2 separate regions of the Bos taurus genome follow, and region 1 is linked to region 2. Evidence: chromatin contacts called from public Hi-C data. All regions are on one chromosome and are shown on one strand. The core of a region is the stretch at or near the end of the contact, and the rest is flanking DNA. Distances in the headings are between cores, read along the strand shown. Region 1 overlaps LOC104975214 (a long non-coding RNA gene). Region 2 overlaps LOC104975214 (a long non-coding RNA gene).

The links. Hi-C and Micro-C count contacts between places; a contact is called where the count stands out from the background.
Region 1: a Hi-C map of liver shows a contact between it and region 2, with 1.6 times the contacts expected there. The contact joins two enhancer-like sites. A contact is called at or near these places in 2 of 11 Hi-C or Micro-C datasets (liver and skeletal muscle).

Annotation. Positions count from the first base shown.
Region 1 is chr20:11,108,474-11,113,646 of ARS-UCD2.0, forward strand. The region is part of intron 3 of LOC104975214 (a long non-coding RNA gene); the gene reads left to right. Among named protein-coding and RNA genes, the nearest start is that of PIK3R1, 370 kb to the right of the region's middle. Within about 2 kb of position 3,443, at least 12 of the 102 cell types and tissues checked have an H3K27ac peak or open chromatin away from gene starts, as enhancers often do. A contact at or near this core is called in liver, where this site is marked.
Region 2 is chr20:11,009,327-11,014,744 of ARS-UCD2.0, forward strand. All of the region lies in intron 3 of LOC104975214 (a long non-coding RNA gene), which reads left to right. Among named protein-coding and RNA genes, the nearest start is that of SLC30A5, 450 kb to the left of the region's middle. Within about 2 kb of position 1,940, at least 1 of the 102 cell types and tissues checked has an H3K27ac peak or open chromatin away from gene starts, as enhancers often do. A contact at or near this core is called in liver, where this site is marked.

The sequences.
Region 1 (5,173 bases), core at 2,193-4,692, 100 kb after region 2:
CTCGAATGTAGATAAAATGGGCCTAGAGACAGAATCCTTTGAGTGACTTCAAAGGATTCAGTCCTTTGGATTTTGTTCTTTTTTGCTAATAAAATTAGTCTTGTAATAGACTAATGTGACCACTTAATACCATGTGACCAACAAGCTGATGACGTCATAAGATGCTGAGTTTTGAGTTTGGAATAATCCGAGAGAATTTAACATGCAAGACACGGGTGTTAAAGGATAAGGAGCACCCAAGGGTGAGAAGAGGGCCCCCCAGTGATGACATTCACAGACGTTAGATAGGCATTCACTGTAGCATTCACCTGTGTTGAACATGCACTGAGTTAGGTTCTGGGGCTAAAACAGTGAACCAAACATAGTCTCTGCCTTCAGTGGAGGTCAGTCTAATGGGAGATACAAACATCTGCCCAATTGCATAAAATATAGCAAATGGTATAAAAGAAGTGCTATTTGATGCTATTAAATGTGTCTTATCCAGGATATTGCAAAGCCACCCTTGAAAAAATAAAACCTATCAGTTAAGGAGCCTGTGCTGTTCCTCAAGGCTCCTAGAGAAGTCAGACATGAACAACTCCTGGTGTAGGAGGCAGGGGACGGAGGATGCCACTAGGGAATCAACAAGGCTCCTGAGAAACACAGAAGATAAAAAGGAGAAGACTTATTACTTGACTACATAAGCATTTAAAATTTTTGCAGGAAAAAATTCATAAATGAAACTGAAACTTGGAAACAAGGAAGAAAATGGGCCACATTAAGAGCCACCTTCCTTCATATGTAAAGAGCGTTTACAAAAGAAACATTGAATCAGTGAGCAGAGGTATATTTCACCTCTAGGTGACCTTAGCTGATTACTCATCAGGTTCATGGATCAAATTCAATTTCACAGTTATTCTGGGAATAATAGTGCAAGTTTAGACCAAAAGATGGAAACCCCATAATGCCCTTAGGAAACTTAGCTTTCCTTTGCTTCTTGGCATGAGCACAGAAATGATTTTGAGGGGAAAGGACTGCAATTATTGACTGTGACATGTGATCCAGGAGGTTCTTTTAGCAAAATGTTTCTATAGCACCTTGTGTTCTGACTGAACACTACGGTAGAGGGTCTTGAAAATCCTAAGGCTTCCATTTGGAGATTATATCCCTAGAATATGCTACTCAGCCTGGCTTTCTAAGCTCTATTAGAAGTGGCCACAATCAGCCTATAGAGAATGTTGAAATACTTCAGTCTCACTGTGATTTTAGTCTTTTGAATGGCCAGCTATAGTTGCAGTGACATCATTGTTCCTATTATGGGTTGAATCATGTCCCGCTAATTTCATTTTTTTAGGTCCTAACCCGGGAGTTGTGGTGATGGACAGGGAGGCCTGGCGTGCTGCGATTCATGGGGTCGCAAAGAGTCAGACATGACTGAGGACTGAACTGAACTGAACTGAACCCATGATACCTCAGAATGTGACCTTATTTGGAGACTGGGGTCTTTTTAGAGCTAATCAAGTTAAAATGAGATCATTTGGGAGGGCCCTAATCCAATATGACTAGGGTCCTTATAAAAAGGGAGAAACTTGGAGACAAACAGGCATACAGAAAGAATGCCATGTGAACATGAAGACAGCCATCTACATACTATGAAGGCCTGGAACAGATCCTTCATAATCCTCAGAAGGAGTCAATCCTGCTCACAACCTTGATTTGGCCTTCTTGCCTCTAGACAATAAATTTCTGTCATATAGACTACCTTGTCTTTGATTTTTTTGTTGTGACAGCCCTATAAAACTAATCAAATTCTCACATTCAGTCATTTTCATCCACTTCTCTATGTTTAAAGTAAAATAATTTTTTATTTTAATGAAGTCTCTCAGTTGTGTCTGACTCTTTGCGACCCCATGGACACCAGGCTCCTCTGTCCATGGGATTTTCTAGGCAAGAGTACTGGAGTGGGTTGCCATTTCCTTCTCCAGGGGATCTTCCCGACCCAGGGATCGAACCCAGGTCTCCCGCATTGAAGACAGATGCTTTACCGACTGAGCCACCAGGGAAGTCCAATAAAACCTTATATTCTATTAAATTGTTTTCCCATATGGAAAGGAATGGAGAGATGGTGAGAAAGAGAGGACATTTGGCTATTTAAAAACTGTGTTTTATAAGCATCCCTCTATACGTCAGGCACCATAATATATATACAATGGTGAATAACAGAACATGGTTCCTGCCCTCATGGAGCCTATAATCAGAAGTAAAAAAAAAAAAAAAAAACCCGAACCTAGACAGTTAGAGTGTGATGAGTGTTTCCTATGACAAGGGTATGCAAAGCCTCCTCTGAGAGGAGGTAAGAGAGCCCCGAATCTTCTCCTGGGAATCCAGAAAGACTTCTCTGTCACTCTGAAGTGACATCCGAGCTGAAACTTGAGTCATGGACAGAAATTAGCTGATGAAAGGGGTGTAAAATCAATGAAAAACAGTGAGGGCAAAGAAGGTAACGTTTCTAGGTAAAGGCAACAGCTGGGCTCCGTGCTTCACATATAAATAGGGAAGTAAACTTGGCCTCTATTTGGAACTGAGGAAATGGCCTCAGGGTCACTACGGAAGCAAACAAAGCAGGTAGAGCTGTGCAAGTGGAAAAAAAAAAAAAGTTATCAGCTGCAGACTTTATTTGGGCAGCCTAGATGGAGGTGACCTTGACCTTGGTGGATCACCTCAAGTGCTAAATGCAAGAGGAATAACACTGGCTGCCCCCAAGCAGCCCCTCAGGCGTGCTATCCAATCTTCCTGACCTGTGTCCCAATGTTCTCACACAACACTTTCACAGCCTGATTTGGGAGTTTCTAAAAATGTTTTGTACAGAGCCAGATTTTGTGAGGGGGCCAAGCAACAAAGAAAACCCCACTTAGCCGATGGAAGAATTGTTCAGTCTTGTCCCCTGATGGGAAAGGCCACTCCCTCCTCTCCCAATCCTTTCCAAGAACCTTAAAACTGAAAGAGCCTTTTATGTTTCTGATAAATGGTTTGGCAAACATTTAAAGTTTTGGAATTGCATCCTACCTGACTTGCCTTCCACTAATCCCCTCTCTCCTCCATCAAAATATGTTGTGTCTCCTGGCAACACAGCCTGCAGAATGAGTGGTGTCTTGGAAAGGTTAATGTTCTAGAGGTTGCTTCTGGGTCCTCATTCTCATTTTGCTGATAACTAGTCCTGTGATAGAAAAAAAAAAAAAAAAAATCCTCTCATCCCCAAGTTTCAGTTTTTAAAAGTATAAACCAATTGAGGTCAGCAAGCCTGTGAGATGTCACCCCACCAGCATGTTAGGATTCTATTATTCTTTCTGCATCCAAAGCTACTTTAATTCACCCCTACTCAAACTAACCATAGTCTAGTCATTGTCAGAGGTGAGAGGAAGTGGCTTTTGGCAGTGGTGGGCAGTTCTGTGGCTGCTGTGTTGTCGTCAGTAAGTGTTGTGATGCTGGGTAAACATGAGCCAGCAGGAACTCAATTTCCCCTCTTCTCTGTCGCTTGCCGTCATCTACTATGTCAACCTTCTCTCTTCACCTCACCCCTCATCCTCTTCCACCCACAAATTCATCCAAAAACTTTTGCCTAGAGGGTAATTCAAGACTTATTTCTTTAATGGTCAGAATTGTGCTGGGTCAAGACTTTTAACTGTGTATTTAATTAGTCATCTGTATGCATGTAACTTAAAGGCGTTCAGCTGTGCCTTTTTATAGGATTAATAAAGCGAGTTGTAAATCACCTATGCAGCCTTTAAAAGTATTTATAGCAGCTTTTCTCTCCCTTTGCCATTACAGAAGCTTTGTTTGAACTAGCTGAGGTTTGCACAGGGATAGTTCTACCCAGTTCTAGGAGGAAAGCGTTAACAGTCCCTTCCTGGCAAACCACAACCCCATCATTAGGCAATGCAAAATGTGCTGAAATGTTAAGCTCCAGCAAGGACGTTCCATGGCGTTATTGCCAACAGCAAGCCTTCTGTCTTAATGAAAATCAAAATACAAAAAAGGCAGTCAACTGCAGGCACAAAACTTAAGCCGAACTGGAGAAATATGACCAGAGTTGGAATGCCATAGCTTCTTGACTTCTATAAACCTTAACAGGACTTGGCAAGCCCTTCTCCAAGCTCATTCATTTGCACTGGCCAAACACCTTTTGGAACCACCTCAGCCAATTCCGCATATCACTGAGTCTGCAGAGGAACAAGCCACCTTTTGTCTGATAGGGTTCAGAACTGTTGTGGGTAGAGTAAACAGTTACGAGAACCCCTTCTTTGTGTCAGCAGGAGGTTTATTTCTCACACCCTTCTCTCCTGCCTGTGAAAGAAAAGATCCCAGTTCTTAAACAAGAACTAGACCTTTGTCATCTCCCCAACATAGTTTCTGTACAAGTCCTTCTTGACTTGAATTCTTCCAGCTGAAGGCAATAGAAAATAACATTGATTGGGATCATGGTTGACAGTAAGTTAAACACACAGCCCCTAGTTACCATTTCAGGGTTACCTGGAGAGAAGCAGCCACAGGTTTTGGATTTACAGACACATGTTCTGAAACCTCACAACTCATATTTCTTCTTTAGAAGAATCTTAACTGTCTAATAATCAGCGACTTCTCAGTTGAAAGAATAAAAGAAACATAACTATTAAAGGAAGAGAAAACCGTGATGAATACTCTGACTTGAGGTTTGGGACAGGCTGCATTGGAGCATCCATAAACAGGTATCTGTTTGTGTATCTCCCTGGCTATCAGAAGCTAAAGGACTTGGCCAATTTGGTGGACCCTAGAGTTAATCACGGAGAAGGCACCCCACTCCAGTACTCTTGCCTGGAAAATCCCATGGACAGAGGAGTCTGGTGGGCTGCAGTCCATGGGGTCGCTAAGAGTCAGACAAGACTGAGCGACTTCACTTTCACTTTTCACTTTCATGCATTGGAGAAGGAAATGGCAACCCACTCCAGTGTTCTTGCCTGGAGAATCCCAGGGATGGGGGAGCCTGGTAGGCTGCCATCTATGGGGTCACACAGAGTCGGACACGACTGAAGAGACTTAGCAGCAGCAGCAGCAGAGTTAATCAACTCAGGGTGCAACTGGGCTTTTGTTTGGAGTCCTTGGTATCACTTGTGTTCATGTTTATTCAGGAATGAAGTGTGAGGTTTTGTGTGCTGCG
Region 2 (5,418 bases), core at 690-3,189:
TTTCTATATACAGGTCTTTTGTTTCTTTGGTCAATTTATTCCTAAGTATTTTATTCTTTTCTTTGTAATGGTGAATGGGATTGTTGCCTTAATTTCTCTGATTTTTCATTGTTAGTGTATAGGAATGCAAGGAATTTCTGTGTATTAATTTTATATCTTTCAATTTTACTATATTCATTGATTAGCTCTAGTAATTTTGAGTGGCAATAGTCTTGTTAGCTATCTTTAATTGTGAAAATGACTCTTGCTTATCATAAAATTTCAAACAATACATGAAAATATAAGGGAGAAAGTAGGTATCAACTCAGATCCTTCAACCTAGAGTATGCCACTTTAGCAAACATCCTTCTATGTAAACTTGCATATACCCACACTGAAACACTTTTGTAGGAATGGTATGCAGTTTAAGTTAACAGACACTTATTGTGCAAGGGCTATGCAAGGCATTTGGCATACATGAACAAGCAGTGAACAAGACAGGGAGGAGCCCTGCCTAATGGAGTTTCACTCTCAGCCTTCATTTAAGGCAGGTTCCCAGAAAATTGATGCTGATTACAAAACCCCATGTGGGCCAGGAGCCCTGTGCTTGATAGTGGAGCCTTTGAACAAGCTGGCTTCTCTGCCTGGATTGCTTCTCTCCCTTCCCCCTACTGTGGAAGGATTTCCACATTAAAAGATATAATTCTGCTGTATATGAAATGGAAGTCTGTTTTCTTTTGTATGGATGAATCATTGATTCATTTTTACTTTTAACCAATGACTTTATTATTAGATTTTAGATTGTTTCAAATATTTTTTCTATTATAAATAGCTGTCTAACAAACATTCTTTTGTATACATCCTGACCATTTATTTTGGGGTACATTCCTTAAAGTGGAATTACTAGATCAAATGATATAGACTTGAAATTTTTAATACGTGTTGCCCTTCTGAAAATTCTAGCAATAGTATGTAAAGTCATTTTCCCATACCTTACCAATAGTTGGAATCCTCAGTTTATGAAACCTTTGACCATCTGATGAAAGTTACTTTTACTTGTTAGTAAGTTGATTGTTATCTGTCTATTCATTCTTTATATATCTTCTTTTGTGAACCTTCTGTTCATATCCTTTGCCTATTTTTTTCTATTGAGATTCTGGTCTTTTCACATTAATGATTTACAAGTGCTCTTTGTATATTAAGGGCATTGACACTTTGCTGCTGTTGCTGCTGCTAAGTTGCTTCAGTCGTGTCCGACTCTGTGCAACCCCATAGACGGCAACCCACTAGGCTCCTCTGTCCCTGGGAGTCTCCAGGCAAGAATACTGGAGTGGGTTGCCATTTCCTTCTCCAATGCATGAAAGTGAAAAGTGAAAGTGAAGTCGCTCAGTCGTGCCCAACTCTTAGTGACCCCATGGACTGGAGCCTACCACGCTCCTCCGTTCATGGGATTTTCCAGGCAAGAGTACTGGAGTGGGGTGCCATTGCCTTCTCCGGACACTTTGCTATACCTATTACTAATATCTTTTCTATATATTATTTCACATTTAATTTTTTATGTTGTCTTTGTCATTGAGAGGTTAAAACAAACAAACAGAAAAGCCATGGTCATATCTAGTCACCTTTTTTTTTTCATGGTTTTGTATTTTTATGTTTTATCTTCATTTCTAATTATATTGTCTCACTGGTTGTACCCAACTGAATTTGAGGCTTGGGTGAGTACCAGATGGCTAAGAATTCATTCCAATAAGACAAGGGACCATGCAGGTAAAAATGGGAAAATAACTAGAAAATGTGTTTGAGATCACCTCTGTTCTCTCATATAAAGGCATGACCCCATGGATTGTAGGATTTTCATATGGTGGTTTCTGAACAGTCTGAGAGCAGGTGTGTGTAAGATGACCTTTGTACAAACACACAAAATGAAGAGAACCATCTCTTCTATAAGAATAGGGTCCTCTGCCAGTCCCGGTGTGGGTATGCCAGTGTCAGTGTGGACGGGGCAGTGCTAAGGATTGTACTGAGCTTAACAGGGGAGTCTGAGGAAAATTGATATAGAAGGTAAAATTCATTCTGAAGAGTTAAAGTAGTCATGACTTGTGTTTCTACTCTTTGATCTCCACCTTCATATATGGTAGATAATCTTGTCCTCATTTTCCATATCTTAAAAACAAACCAACAAACAAGGCTTTTAGAGATGAATGATTGGCCCAAGGTACATAGCTAGTAAGTAGAAGAGCTGGGAGTTGAACTCTGAGTTGAGCTGAGTCCAAAGCTAGAAATAGCAACCAAAAGCTAATATTGTAAAATTGAGTACTCATCTGGACAAGTATTGTGCAAAGTGCTTCCTATCTATTAGCTCTTTTAATATAACAGTAACCATTTGAGGTAAGCATTTCTATCTTCAAGAGAAGAACACAGAAGCCCAGAGCAGCTAAGAAACATGCCCAAGGTCATGTAAGCTAGTAAGTTGCAGAATCAGGAACTGAACCAACACATTTTGACTTTGACACTTGTAGTTTTTTCTTCATGCATATCTTTCTTTTTAAATTTTAATTTAAAAGAAAATAACTATTTTTTATAATTATGAAATGCTCATTCTTGTTAAAATTGCAAAGAATTCATGAAATAAATCATTGTTGTTTCCATTGCTCCATGCTGCTTACTCCTGACATATGTTTTGAATCAGCAGTACCTCTGGGAGAGTTTAGCACCCTATTTCCACTACCCATGCTTCAAAAGTTATCTTTTTTTCATGAAAATTTATTTTTTAGAGTAACTACTGAATGGAGAAAAGGAATAATTTATATAATTACTAGGCAATCTTGGTGTTGTCAAGCGTGACCAAAGTACCTGGAAAAGTTAATAAGTGAGTGATTGTTTAATTACTTAACTACTAATGATTTTCCAGGAATTGAACCATTTGGTTTTGCACCTGAACATTTTTTATTAAGTCGATTAGAAACAACCTATGAGACAGCAGAGTTCTGAGTTCCAAAGGTCATTGCATTTGGGTCACCATTATTGATTCCACTATGGGGTTCCACTAAAATATTGATTGAGATTATTGACCAGTTATTTTAATACATTCTGTCCTTCAGTGGGCATGAGTAACACATTGGATGATCAAAAAAAATTGTGCTTTCCAAATCTTGCTCCCTAGACTAGAGCCCTTTTCTTTGATGTGCTTACATTTTCTTTCAATTCATGATCTTACTAGAAAATATTTTCCTAAAGCTTAGTCATATATTACATTTGATTTTATAAATGATGAACACCAGATTTCAGAAAGCCTTTTGATGAACAGAGATCCTTTGTACTTGGACACTTTCCCCAACTCTTTTCCCAGCGCATACTCACACCCATATATATTATACATCCCTACCATTCCCTCATTTTTTCCCACCCTTCAACGAATTGATTTTTAACTATTCAGCAAGGACTGGAAGATAAATAGTTCAACGAGAGTTGTTAGGAAGAAACAAAGGGGACCAAATATGTATTCCTGGATACAAAGAGAGTGTCTTTTATCCTTACAGTTGGGCTTGTTATCAGGTGCCAGAATTACCTGTAGGGCTTGTTAAAACAGATTCCTGGGTCCCACTCCTGGAGAGTCTGGCTTGGTGGGTCTCTAGTGGACCCTAAGAGTATGCATTTCCCATAAGGTCCATGCATGTGCTGCTGATTGTAGTGGTTTTTTAAAAATGGCCACAAATTATTCAGCCTTCCTCCCTCCTTCTGAACTACCCCATACCTCTACTCAGGCTTCCCAGGTGGCTTGGTGGTAAAGAATCCTTCTGCCAATGCAGGAGACACAGGTTCAATCCCTGGATTGGGGAGATCCACTGGAGAAAGAAATGGCAACCGACTCTAGTATTCTTCCCTAGGAAATCCCATGGATTGAGCAGCCTGGTGGGCAACAGTCCATGGAGTCACAAAGAATCAAACACGACTTAATGCCTGGGTACACACTCGTGCATACCTCTACTCTCCAACACCTCCATATTCAATAAGGCCAGTAGATTTTACCCTTGAAACGTTTCTCATGACTGCTGATTTCTTTGCCCTGACTTCCCACTGACCAAATTCCTTCCATCTTCATCTCTCACCTGGATTATTATAATCATCTGTTTGTACTTCTTCATGCCACAAACACTCCTGTTAAAACTGTCCACCACTCTGTAGACAGTGTAATCATTTAATTCTAAAATCAGTTCCTTCTTGTCTTTCTTTCCTGTAAAATTCTCATTTATCTTCTAAAACTTCAGAAATTATCTCCTCAAGGAAGCCTTCCTTGAAACCCTTCTGGTTAGATGGCTCTCTCTGTCTTTTTTTTTTTTCTTTTTAAACTTTACATAATTGTATTAGTTTTGCCAAATATAAAAATGAATCCGCCACAGGTATACATGTGTTCCCCATCCTGAACCCTGCATACTTTTAGCTTAGTATATTTTCCATTTATTGGAATTGTGTGTAGTAGTCTCTTCCATTAGAATGCAAATCCCTTCAACTAGAAACCATAGCTTATTCATCTTCCTACCACAACCACCTGAGATAGGAACACAATGGTTACTTAATAAATGTCAAACTGCACTAAACAGTGACACTGGATTAAACAGTGAAGACTTGTTGGGCAGCATGCAGTTCATTCATTCAACAAATATTTATTGTCACCCTGCTTATTTAACTTATATGCAGAGTACATCATTAGAAACATTGGGCTGGAAGAAGCACGGGCTGGAAGAAGCACAAGCTGGAATTAAGATTGCCGGGAGAAATATCAATAACCTCAGATATACAGATGACACCACCCTTATGGCAGAAAGTGAAGAGGAACTAAAGAGCCTCTTGATGAAAATGAAAGAGGAGAGTGAAAAAGTTGGCTTAAAGCTCAACATTCAGAAAACGAAGATCATGGCATCTGGTCCCATCACTTCATGGGAAATAGATGGGGAAACAGTGGAAACAGTGTCAGACTTTATTTTTGGGGGCTCCAAATCACTGAAGATGGTGATTGCAGCCATGAAATTAAAAGATGCCTACTCCTTGGGAGAAAAGTTATGACCAACCTAGATAGCATATTCAAAAGCAGAGACATTACTTTGCCGACAAAGGTCCGTCTAGTCAAGGCTATGGTTTTTCCAGTGGTCATGTATGGATGTGAGAGTTGGACTGTGAAGAAAGCTGAGCGCTGAAGAATTGATGCTTTTGAACTGTGGTGTTGGAGAAGACTCTTGAGAGCTCCTTGGACTGCAAGGAGATCCAACCAGTCCATTCTAAAGGAGATAAGTCCTGGGTGTTCATTGGAAGGACTGATGCTAAAGCTGAAACTCCAATACTTTGGCCACCTTATGTGAAGAGTTGACTCATTGGAAAAGACTGATGCTAGGAGGGATTGGGGGCAGGAGGAGAAGGGGGCGACAGAGGATGAGATGATTG